Linked DNA regions of Ovis aries: region 2 is linked to region 1. A link is a contact called in public Hi-C data. All regions are on one chromosome and are shown on one strand. The core of a region is the stretch at or near the end of the contact, and the rest is flanking DNA. Distances in the headings are between cores, read along the strand shown.

The links. Hi-C and Micro-C count contacts between places; a contact is called where the count stands out from the background.
Region 2: a Hi-C map of tail adipose tissue shows a contact between it and region 1, with 4 times the contacts expected there. The contact joins the promoter of IRX5 here to the promoter of IRX3 in region 1. A contact is called at or near these places in 5 of 16 Hi-C or Micro-C datasets (hypothalamus, liver, skin fibroblasts and 1 more).

What each region holds. Positions count from the first base shown.
Region 1 is chr14:22,120,688-22,126,173 of ARS-UI_Ramb_v3.0, reverse strand. It overlaps IRX3 (iroquois homeobox 3), which reads left to right and starts at 3,001. Exons shown (of 4, transcript XM_042231638.2): 1 at 3,001-3,638; 2 at 3,806-4,928; 3 at 5,091-5,157; 4 at 5,349-5,486. The coding sequence starts at 3,372. The coding sequence ends at 5,436.
Region 2 is chr14:22,730,126-22,735,611 of ARS-UI_Ramb_v3.0, reverse strand. IRX5 (iroquois homeobox 5) reads right to left here and starts at 2,856. Exons shown (of 4, transcript XM_027977846.3): 1 at 2,286-2,856; 2 at 816-1,221; 3 at 1-666. The coding sequence starts at 2,534. It overlaps LOC106991591 (a long non-coding RNA gene), which reads left to right and starts at 4,822. Exons shown (of 13, transcript XR_009596178.1): 1 at 4,822-4,910.

The DNA of each region.
Region 1 (5,486 bases), core at 1,752-4,251:
CAGGCGGGACACCGGCCCTGGGCACACGTCGGGCCCGCACCTCCGAGTGTGAGACCCGGGAGCGGTGCAGTGAGTGCGCGCTAAGCCAGTGCTGTGGACGCCCCCTGCTCATTCCCCACACCTTCAGCCGCGTTGAGAGAGCGTCTACAGCAAGCCTCCGAAGCATTTTGTGCTCTGGGAACGTTGGAAGAAAGCGAGATGGTGGAAAAGGGTTTGTGTGCGTTTTTGCGCGCACGACTTTCCCAAATCAACTTCCCATGCACCTGCTTCTCCTCCCTGTGCGAATGTCACTTTGACCCCATCTCTTGGATTAAAAATCCCTGGAAAAGGCTCGGCTGTTTTTGGACCCGTGAGTTCAGTTCAGAGTCGGATTCCACTGGCCTGGTGGCATTGGGGAGCTAGCGCCACGTCGAGGCTCGGCTGCCTAGGGCTCTGGGTCCCGAGGTGGGGCGCGGACCGCCCGGGCTAGGGTCTCCGCTGGAGACTAGGGGAGCGGAGAGGCTGTTCTGCTGAAGACCTGGGGCGCCTGGAGGTTTCTAAATAATCGAGGTCCTTGAGTCCTCATCTGGGTTGGAGGTTCGTCTTCTGGGTCATGGGTCCCCTAGTCCGGCGTGGCTAATTCATTGAGCACAGCTTCGCCCCTTGCCTGGCCTCTTTCCCGCCTCTCACCGTCCAGCGCAGCCAGGTCGATAGCGAGTTACTGCGGGCGGAGGAAGCATCTCCTGTGTTCATTGTTCCTGTTCTTCTCGAAGAGCTGCGCGTTAGACAGGGGCCCAGCGCAGCCCCAGGCTCCCCACTTCAGCATCTCGCTCTTGGCTCTCCCCGGGGTTGGGTCTGGTGCGTCTACCTTGTGCAAACTCTAGGTCTGCGGGCCGTCGAGGCTCCGCGTCTGACACTTAGGGAACACTCCAGGCAATAACGTTACCCTCAATTTTATAACCCTGAGATTAGTCTTGAGTCGGTGAGCCCGTGATTCCCTATGCCACTCGGCTGAGACGGTTAACTGAAAACGAAATCAGGCGCCGGGGAAACATTTCAAAGCTTCCTCTGATACCTCCTCTTCTGGGGAGACTCCAGCTAAGGCCAACACCTGGCACCAGGCAGACGCAGGTGAGTAGAAGGTCAGGGAAGCAGGCTGACTCAGTTTGAGGAGGCCGCACGTTACTCTCCCCTATCGAACCCCAAACCTAGCTGCCCCCAAACTTTCCCTTGTATACCCCCCACCACCACCCAATTTTCTCGGCCTTCATGTCTACTCGAGGCGCCGACCCACACGAAGACTGGTAGAAAGAGGCGGGGAATAGGGGCGAGGTCAAAACCGGGTGTCCACGGGACTCCCAGCGGGGCTCCTTGGAGCCACTGAGACCAGAGACAGCTAGGGCCAAGACTCTCCGATCCCTCCGCTCTTCTAGAATTCGGATTAGATTCTTCTATCAGAGCAAGGCAGCCACTTTCCGCCTCCGATCCGGGACGGGCAACTCCAAGACAGGCACCGCCCGGGGGTTGTCCCGGAGCGCTCCTGCTGCTGGCCTGGCCTGTGCGTGGGTCGCCGCAGCGGCCTAAAGCGTTCAGCCCGGAGTCGCCGCAATACCGGGAATTTCAATCCTCCTCTCGGCTGCACGCCCTAACCTGTGAAGGTGGGCGCGCGGATTCTAAGATTTCAGCTTTGGTTTAGGAAATACTCCACTGTAAAACTTAAGTCTTGCCTCCCATCCCCACCCCCGCGGATGGGAGGACCTCTGCCGAAGGAAAACAGGTTGGCGCGGAGACCCCGGGAGCAGGAGAAGGGGGAGGGAAACGAAGAATCTCTACGGACCGAAAATTCCAGCATATTAACTTTTCCAAGCGCTCGCTGAAAGTTCCTGGAGCCTCCGCCACCCGGCTCCCTGCTCCTGCCCCATCCCACGCCGGCTTAGGGCTCCGGCGGGCTCCGTCTCCCTGACATCGTTCCCCAGGATGCCTGAGGTGTCCACTCTGCAGCACCGCCCTCCCCCAACACACACGCCATTTCTAAGGAAGGATTCTGCACCCTGACATCCGCGTGGCGTGAACGTGGTTAACTGCAGGATTTAGTCCTCTGGGAAGGGGGCTACCTCGCCTCCCCGCCCCACCCCGGGCAGTGAGACAGTCCTCGAAGACTCCCTTAAAGCACACGCCCCCACTTCCCTCACGCCTCTTCCACCCCCTCCCTAAGCCACTAAGGGTGGCCGAGAGTCTAGAGGTGCGAGCTGGAAAGCGGGCCGGGGCAGAGTAAAGTCCCAGCGCCTGCCCCGGACCAGGGTCTGTCTGGTCCTGACCCAGATCCCACGCGCTGGGGCAGGGGGAGAGGCACCGAGAGGCGAGAGCGAGAGGGGTGAGCTGACCCAGTGCTAACCCCGGTCCCCGCGCCTCCCGCGCCCCCTTCCGCCGCGGGCCAGAGGGGGCGGGAAGGGACTCGCTGCGCCGGGGCTCCCGCCCCCGCCCCGCCCCGCGCGCCTTCTCTGCGGGGTGGGCGGCCTCGCCTGCAGGGCGCCCAGGCGATTGGCGACTCGCGAAGGAGACGCGAGGAAAAGTCGAATAAGAGGGCGCGACGTCAGACCCGAGATTTGGGGAAGGGCGAGGGAGGGGGCGAGGGCGGGGACGGACACACCGACACAGATACGGACACACACACACCCTCCCCCCCACCCCACCCTACCCCCCGCGCACGGCACCCCGAGTGTCCACAAGTTTGGGCCACCTTAACCCAAAGCTCAGAGGCCGGGGGGATGGGAGTGTGGGGAGTGTGGTGTGTGTACAGAGAAAATAGATTTTAAAAAGAAAGAGTGACGGGAACAGAAAGGGGAGAGAAAGGAACAGCGAGAAAGGGAAAGACGAGAAAGAGTTCCGTAGTCCAGGAGCGTGAAAGAGCCCGAAGGAGCGGAAGCGATCCTGGGGGGAAGAGGAGCGCAGAAAGGGGAGGAGAGAGGAAGGGCGAGGAGGGGGAGTGAAAACTAGAGGAGGGCGAAGGAAGCAAGGCGCGACACTGCTCGGGGAGAGGAGGGCAGCGAGGAGCCAGGCGCGGGCAGAGGCAGCTCCGGCGGCCGAGAGGAGGGAGCGCGGCGCAGAGAGGAGGGGCTTGTGGGCCCGTAGAAATGTCAATCAGATTCCGGAGCCCCGGGAATCTCCGCCAATCTGTTCGGACCTGACCTGGCTCCTCGCCGCCGCCGCCGCCGCCGCCGCCGCCGCCCCGGAGCAGATCGATAGGCGAACGCGGAGCGCAGCGCAGCGCGGAAGGCAGCGCGGCCGCAGCCGGGCCCAGCCCCCGATGTGCCCCGGAGCCCGCGGGCGGCGCTGAGCTGGGCGGCCCCGGGGGGCAGGGCCCCCTCTCTGTCCGTGCCCCGCGGGCCACCATGTCCTTCCCCCAGCTCGGATACCAGTACATCCGCCCGCTCTACCCACCCGAGCGCCCGGGGGCCGCCGCCGGCGGTGGCAGCGCTGGGGCCCGGGGCGGCCCGGGAGCCGGCGCCTCGGAGCTGGCTGCCTCGGGGTCCCTGTCCAACGTGCTCTCGTCCGTGTACGGGGCGCCCTACGCCGCGGCTGCAGCCGCAGCCGCAGCCGCCCAAGGCTACGGCGCCTTCCTGCCCTACGCCGCCGAGCTGCCCATCTTCCCTCAGCTGGTAAGTGCCCTGGGAGCCGCGGAAGGGGGGTTAGAGCTGGGGCGCCGGACGAGGTGTGCGCGCTCAGTAGACTGGCGCGGCCTGGGCCGGGCGGGTGGAGGCGGCGACGGCCGGGGCTCATCCTCGCTCCCTCCGCGCGCGTCCCTTCCTTGTCCATGTGCGTACAGGGCACGCAGTATGAGCTGAAGGACAGCCCCGGGGTGCAGCATACGGCCGCGGCCACCGCGTTTCCACACCCGCACCCCGCCTTCTACCCTTACGGCCAGTACCAGTTCGGGGACCCGTCCCGGCCCAAGAACGCCACCCGAGAGAGCACCAGCACGCTCAAGGCCTGGCTCAACGAGCACCGCAAGAACCCCTACCCCACCAAGGGCGAGAAGATCATGCTGGCCATCATCACCAAGATGACCCTCACCCAGGTGTCCACCTGGTTCGCCAACGCGCGCCGGCGCCTCAAGAAGGAGAACAAGATGACCTGGGCGCCCCGGAGCCGCACCGACGAGGAGGGCAACGCTTATGGGAGCGAGCGCGAGGAGGAAGACGAGGAGGAGGATGAAGAAGACGGCAAGCGCGAACTGGAGCTGGAGGAGGAGGAGCTCGGGGGGGAGGAGGAGGACACCGGGGGCGAGGGCCTGGCGGACGACGATGAAGACGAGGAGATCGATTTGGAGAACTTAGACGGCGCGGTCGCGGGACCCGAGCTGGCCCTGACTGGGGCGTCGCACAGGGACGGCGACCTCGGCCTGGAACCCATCTCAGACTCCAAGAATAGCGACTCGGACGACAGCTCCGAGGGCTTGGAGGAGCGTCCGCTGCCCGTCCTGAGTCTGGCCCCAGTGCCACCGCCCGTGGCCACCGCTCCGCCATCTCCGCCCTCGCCCCCAGCGGGCCTGGACCCCTGCGCTCCTGCACCGGCGCCCGCCTCGGCCCTGCAAAAACCCAAGATCTGGTCCCTGGCCGAGACGGCCACAAGCCCGGACAACCCTCGCCGCTCGCCTCAGGGCGCGGGGGGTTCTCCCCCCGGGGCAGCGGTCGCGCCCTCGGCCCTGCAGCTCTCTCCGGCCGCCGCCGCCGCCGCGGCTCACAGACTCGTCTCGGCGCCGCTGGGCAAGTTCCCCGCTTGGACCAACCGGCCGTTCCCAGGCCCGCCGCCTGGCCCACGTCCGCACCCGCTCTCCCTGCTGGGCTCAGGCCCGCCACACCTGCTGGGACTTCCCGGAGCCGCGGGCCACCCGGCCGCCGCCGCCGCCGCTGCCTTCGCTCGGCCGGCGGAGCCCGAGGGCGGAACAGGTGACTGCGGCGCGCAGGATTCGGAGGGAGGGGGTGAGTCTGGGGGTCGCGCCCGGGCAGGTCCCTCGCGAGCGCAGGGCGCTTACCGCGCCGCGCCCGCCTCCCGCGGCCCGGGTCGCCGAGCGCTCTAAAGGCCCTCCTTTTTCTCCCCGCTTCCCGTAGATCGCTGTAGTGCCTTGGAAGTGGAGAAAAAGTTACTCAAGACAGCTTTCCAGCCGGTGCCCAGGCGGTAAGAGACCCCCGAACTGGGGTGGGGGTATTGGGACTGGCAGGCCGGGGAAGGAAGGAATGCGGAGAAAACTAGGTTTCAGGTCCCTCCACCCCACCCCGCCCCGGGGGAACGCAGCTAGGAAGCGCTTTCACAAGGGGACGAAACACTCCTCCGTCTTTCCCGCGGGCTCTGAGATGACTCTCCGACAGCCCCAGTCCAGACACCGGGGCTCCGGTGAAGCCCACCTCCTACAAGCCCCAGACCTCGGGTCCTGACGCCTCCCGCCCAGTCTTATAGTTAAACTGGAAGACCAGCGTCCACAGCTGGACCTCATTTCACAGTGAGAT
Region 2 (5,486 bases), core at 1,607-4,106, 610 kb before region 1:
CATTGAAATGCGAGCCCGGACCCGTGGTGGGGCCTGGCCCGGGCCCCGGGTGGCCGTGAAGGTGTCCGAAGGAGCCATAGTTCGTGTAGCCAGGATAGAAGGGCGCCGTGTAGTAGAGAGGCCGGGACAACACCGTCCCGCCTGGGAAGGGACACTGCGCCGAGGGCGAGCGCGATGGCGCCGGGGCTGGCGAGGCGCGGCTGCCTCCTAGGGCTTGCCCGGCTACGGGCCCGGGGCACGGTGGGCACGGAGAGCCCTCGCTCCCGCCGCCCCCGTCCTTGACCTTGTCCGAGGATGTGGCGATCTCCGCCAGAGACCACAGTTTGGGCTTGGCGAGCACCGCCTGCGGCGGCGGCGGTGGCGGCGAGTGTATGACCGAGGACCCTCCGGGACCGGGGGGCAGCTCTCCCGCGGCTGGGTGCGGGCCCGGAGCCGGCGCGCCGGAGGGGTAATGAGGGGCTGGGTCCTCGGCCAGCCGCGCTGCCGCGGGCCCGGCCGGGGAGAGCCCGCCGGCGCGGGGGGGCCCGGGCAGCGCGTCGAGGCGACCCTCGGATGGCGGCTCCTTAAAATCCGAGTCGCTGAGGCTGCCCTCGGTCTCCTTGCCGGCAGGGGTGGGCGGCCCCTGCAGCCGTTCACAGCCCGAAACCGCCTTTTGCTCTGCTCCTCCTGCGGGTGAAACCCAGGCGGTCAGAGGCACGGAGGCCACAGGTCCCCACCCGCAAAGGCAAAAGGCCCTGTCCCCAATCTCCAGGCCTTGGGCGCCCCCTCTCCAGGCCCCTCTTTGGCTCCACACACCCTTTCCCGCGTCCACCAACCTGCTTCGGGGCCCTCGGGGTCGCCCTTGTCCTCGGGCTTCTGGGGCTCATCCTCGTCGTTCTTCTCCAGATCAATGTTCTCCTCCTCCTCCTCGTCCTCACTGCGGTTCCGTGGCGTCCACGTCATCTTGTTCTCCTTCTTGAGGCGCCGGCGCGCGTTGGCGAACCAGGTGGACACCTGGGTGAGGGTCATCTTGGTGATGATGGCCAGCATGATCTTCTCGCCCTTGGTGGGGTAGGGGTTCTTGCGGTGCTCGTTGAGCCAGGCCTTGAGCGTAGCGGTGGCGTCTCGCGTGGCGTTCTTCCGGTACGCGGGGTCCCCGTACGGGTACGAGCCCAGGGGCGCCGCGTACGGGTGGTACCCCAAGGAACCTGCCATGCCCGGTGTATGGTCGTAGGGAGAGCCCTGCAGGGAAAGGGCAGAGAGAACGTGAGTGGGCCGTGGTCCCCAGTTGGCACCTGGGCGACTGAAGCACACTTCCTCTGCGCCCAGGGGTCTTCGGGCAGCGAGGCCCGCACTCAGGCTCCCCCTGGGGTAGGGCTGGAGGGCTCAGACCCGGGGGCAACCCCTCTTCCTCCTTAGAAGGAAGCAGAGGCCGCCAATCCCTGAGTCCTTGGAGGCTCTTGGAGCAGTCCTGGCTTCCCCGGCACCTGGTAGGCCCCCCTCTGGCTGGGCACGTCCTCCCCCGCGTGAGCAGATCCGGCCACCGAGGCCAGGCCCCTCTACCCAGAGAGAGGCCCGGGCAGCGGCGGCGACTCTGCTCTCTGCGCCCGAGTGGCTGCGCAGTAGAAACAAGGGTAGTGAGCAAAGGAAGTCAAGGAATTTTTTTCCCCCACAGAGAAAGGCAAACGAAGATTCAAGCCTTGTCCCTGGCACCCCCTCCCCTCCAAAAGTGTTATCCCAAACCGAAGCCACGGCGCTTTTCCAGAAAGTGCACCCGGCCGAAAAATCCCGGATGCACCGCAGCTCGCCCGACTTTTCAGAAATTTAATACCTCCAAATCGGATTGCGAAGATAGGATTACGGATTTGCAACATTTTGGAGGACTAATTAAAGGCGAGGCCAAACACATTTACACAGACCGAGCACGCTTCTGTTCAGATTTCGGATCTATTTCTTTTGAACTACTTTTCGCCAAATGGCCAAACCCCCCAAAATGAAATAGAGTAAAATGTGCAGGACGGCCTAGAGCTCACGTTTGAACCAAATGTTGCTCTTTGAAGCGACCTCTCCCCCCAAAAACCCCTTCCGCCAAGTTAGCGATCTGAGCAAGACGCGGCTCTCCTCTCCGTGCAACTCCTGAGCCCGAAACCCGGGCGAAGCCGAGAGAGACAATCGCCCAAGTTCGCAGGGGCCGCGAGGCTCGGCGGGACGGTCCGCGGTGAAGCCGAGGCCCGTGTCCCCCGCAACCCCCGCCCGCCACGCGCGGCCCCAGCTGCCCTCGCCCGCCCAGGCTCCCGCTCACTTACCACGTACGAAGAGAAGGCGGCGGCGGCTGCCGCCGCGGGATCGGCACCGTACTGGAGGTGCGAGTTGTAGCCCGGCGAGGGCGCCGTGAAGGCGGTGGAGCCGGCGTAGGGCGAGAACGCGGAGCCCGACGACGAGCGGCCGAGCTCATCCGTGCGGGGCCCCGAGATGACGCTGGTGCTGTACGCCGGGCAAGAGTAGAGCGCCAGCGAGGCGGACGGCTGGTACAAGTAGCCCTGCGGGTAGGACATGGCCACACACGGGCATGGGGCGCTCCGCGCCGCGGCCGCCAACGAGCCGGGCGGCGCCCTGCGAGGGCGAGCGGGCGGGCACCTGGTCTCCGGCTGCCCCGGGCCGCTGCTCCTCGGGCCCCGGCTCCCGGGCTCCGGCCCGCGGCGCCTCCTCGCTGGCTTCCCGCGCGCCTCCGGCTGCGACCGATGAGCCCGCTCCTCTGCGCGCCTCGCTCCTCCCGGCAGGGTTTCCCCCCCTCCCTTGTTGCTTTCTCTTTTTCCCCCTCGCTCTTTGCACTGGGGGGCTCCGCTTTTGGCTTCGCAAAGGTCCTGCCAAGATGCTAAGTTGGAAATTGAGGATTCTGACGCCTTGTGCGCGCCTGAAGCTCCTCCTTCCCGGGGTGTAGTCGGTGGGAGGACTGGCAGGAGCCTCTGGGCGGCCGCAGCCAACCCGGCCGCCAGGCGCTCCTCGTCCTCTCCCTCTTCCTCCCGGGCTCCCTCTCCCGCTCGCTGGCGCTCCCCTCGCCCCTCCCTAGCGCCCGCCTCTCCTCCGCGGCCCTCCTCTCCCCCCTCCCCTTATTCCTCCCCCCCCCCCTCCCCTCATCGGTCTCTCCCTCTCTCTCACTCAGACTCTCGAGCGCCGGCCCCAGGATGACAATCACATCCCAGGCGCGACGATCTCTTCCAACTTTCCTCCCCTGCTAAGTCGGGGAGGAGGAGCGGCGGTTCCGACACAAGCGGGCCCTGGTGGCCGGTCCGCGTTCCGACGCACAAAGGGAACGAGGCAGCGGACCACGCGCCAGCGAACGCTCTGCTTTTTCTACGCCACAGTAAATCGCGGAGTTAGCGGATTTCTTGTTCGCGAGGAGGCTGGGCTCCAAAGCGGATCGCTGTCCACCCTCCCCTGGTTTCTCCCCCTAGTTAAAGGACCCACGAGAGCGCTGGAGACCCAGATGGATGCCAGCGTTCAGGGCGCTGGGAGTCCGGGGTGACTATCCTCCACCAGCAGCAGCAGGTGGGCGAGAGACAGGCCTTGGACATCTGCACGTCTCCGGCTCAGCCTCCCGTCCACCAACTCCCCGCCAGACGGCGAGGGAGGAGACACTGGGGACCCAGTACTACGGGGGGGAGCCTTTCTCTAGAGAGGTTGTGGGCAAGAGCTGCCAGACGGAGGAGAAGCAGCTACACTGGAGTAAGTCTCTGGACTCCATTACGCCCTCTCCCACAATGGCTCGCTGCCCCTTTCTTGGGGCTTTGCATCACCGGCAGCTCGCCCCTCCAGGCCGGTGGTGACGGTGGTGGAGAGTGCGGGTCCTCTTCCAGTTCGCACGCTCACTCGCTCGCACCCGCCCACGCTTCACCGCTAACAGTCCGCGGGGGAGTAACCAACCCAACCACTGTTTGTTCAGCGAGGCGCTGGCAAGGCAAACACAACTGAGTCACAGGCCGAGCCCTTGCCCACGAAGGCCACACAGAATACAAAATAGACCTTTTGCCTGTCTCTACACCCAGCGCCACCGCAAGCCACAGAAGCACTCGAACTCTGGGACAGACAGGGGCGCTGGTGAACCAGGACAGGGGCTGGCACAGTTTTGGGCACTCCAGTAGATCAGGGACTTTGTGGCTTTTATAATGCAGTCACACGGAAGCCGAAGTATACCTAGACACAAAGTTTCCCTCAATGACTCTGACAGTTGAGATACTTTTATTTCCTAAGTTCCAACCGGGTCTGGCACACAAGCCTAGACTCCAGACCCGCACTCTGCAGCGCGACTTCACGCACGCGCGCAGACTCCTCCCCATCAGTTCTCCCAGGCCCCGCCCCTCAGGCGGATATTCTCCTACAACTTCTGAAATCGCCCGGCCCCATCCCGCCCTGCCTTCGCCTCTAATTGGACGCTGGCCTCTATAGGCTCCGCCCCTCGGCGACGTGAGCCCGCTTCCCTCCGAGTCTAGGCGCCGAGGGGGCGGGGCGGGGCGGGGCGTCGGCGCCCTATTGTCATGGAGACGGGAAGCCGGCGGCGGCGGTGGCGGGCATAGCCCAGCTGAGGTGGCAGCGAACCGGCCGCGACTGAGGCGAGGCCGAGCAGCCCCGCGCGCGCGGAGGCGATCGCTGGCGGCCTCTCAGCAGCCAAGGGGGCAGTGTCCTCCGGGGCTCGGGCTAGGCCGGGGTGATCGCGGGGAGTGCCCAGGAGCGTCCCCGCCTGCTTGCGTCGCTCCCGCTCTTGCGGCCCTTCAGCTCCCCAACGCCCGCCCCCGGCTCCGCCCGCTGCCGCCGCCGCCGCCGCAGCCCCTCGCGCTAACGGTCGGTAGCGGCCCGCGCGCGCCGCCCGCCGGGGGCTCGCGCCAGCCACGAGGGAGCGTCCGCGGCTCAAGCTCCCGCGCTGCGGAGGAGAGGTGAGCCCCGCGTCCATCCTGCCACCGCGTACCCTCTGCGTCTCGGCCGGGCTTCCTGCCTCTCGAGCCGCGTCCACGTCCGCCCGTGGACGGGATGGACGTGGTGGTGCCCTGCGCCCCTCCGGGCTCTCGGTAGGCATGGGCCGCGTGAACGTTGGGCGGGATTCTCGTGGTGTGACGGTCCCCCCAGCGGGCGGGCGTGGGCGTGGTCCCCTCCATCCACGCGCGGCGACTTCACCCCCTCGGCTCTGGTCCAGGATTCTGATCTCGGAAATGGAGCCCTGGAGGTTTGTGCCACCGAGAATCTGAATCTGTCAACACAGACATCCTCATTACATCATCCTGCCACTCTGGGCAGCCCCCACTCCCCCCACCCCACCCCCCGCCAAAGCACACACACACACCATACTTCCCGCCCCCGCACCCCCCGGTTTTCTAATACTGTCTTCTTTTTGGTGTCAAGGACTTGGAGAGAATCCTGAAAGATATTGAAGCATTTAGAATTTATGGTTCTGTTGCTGTGGTTGTCACCTCCGCTCTGCGTCAAATTTGAGACTCATTTCTTAAGGATGTCTC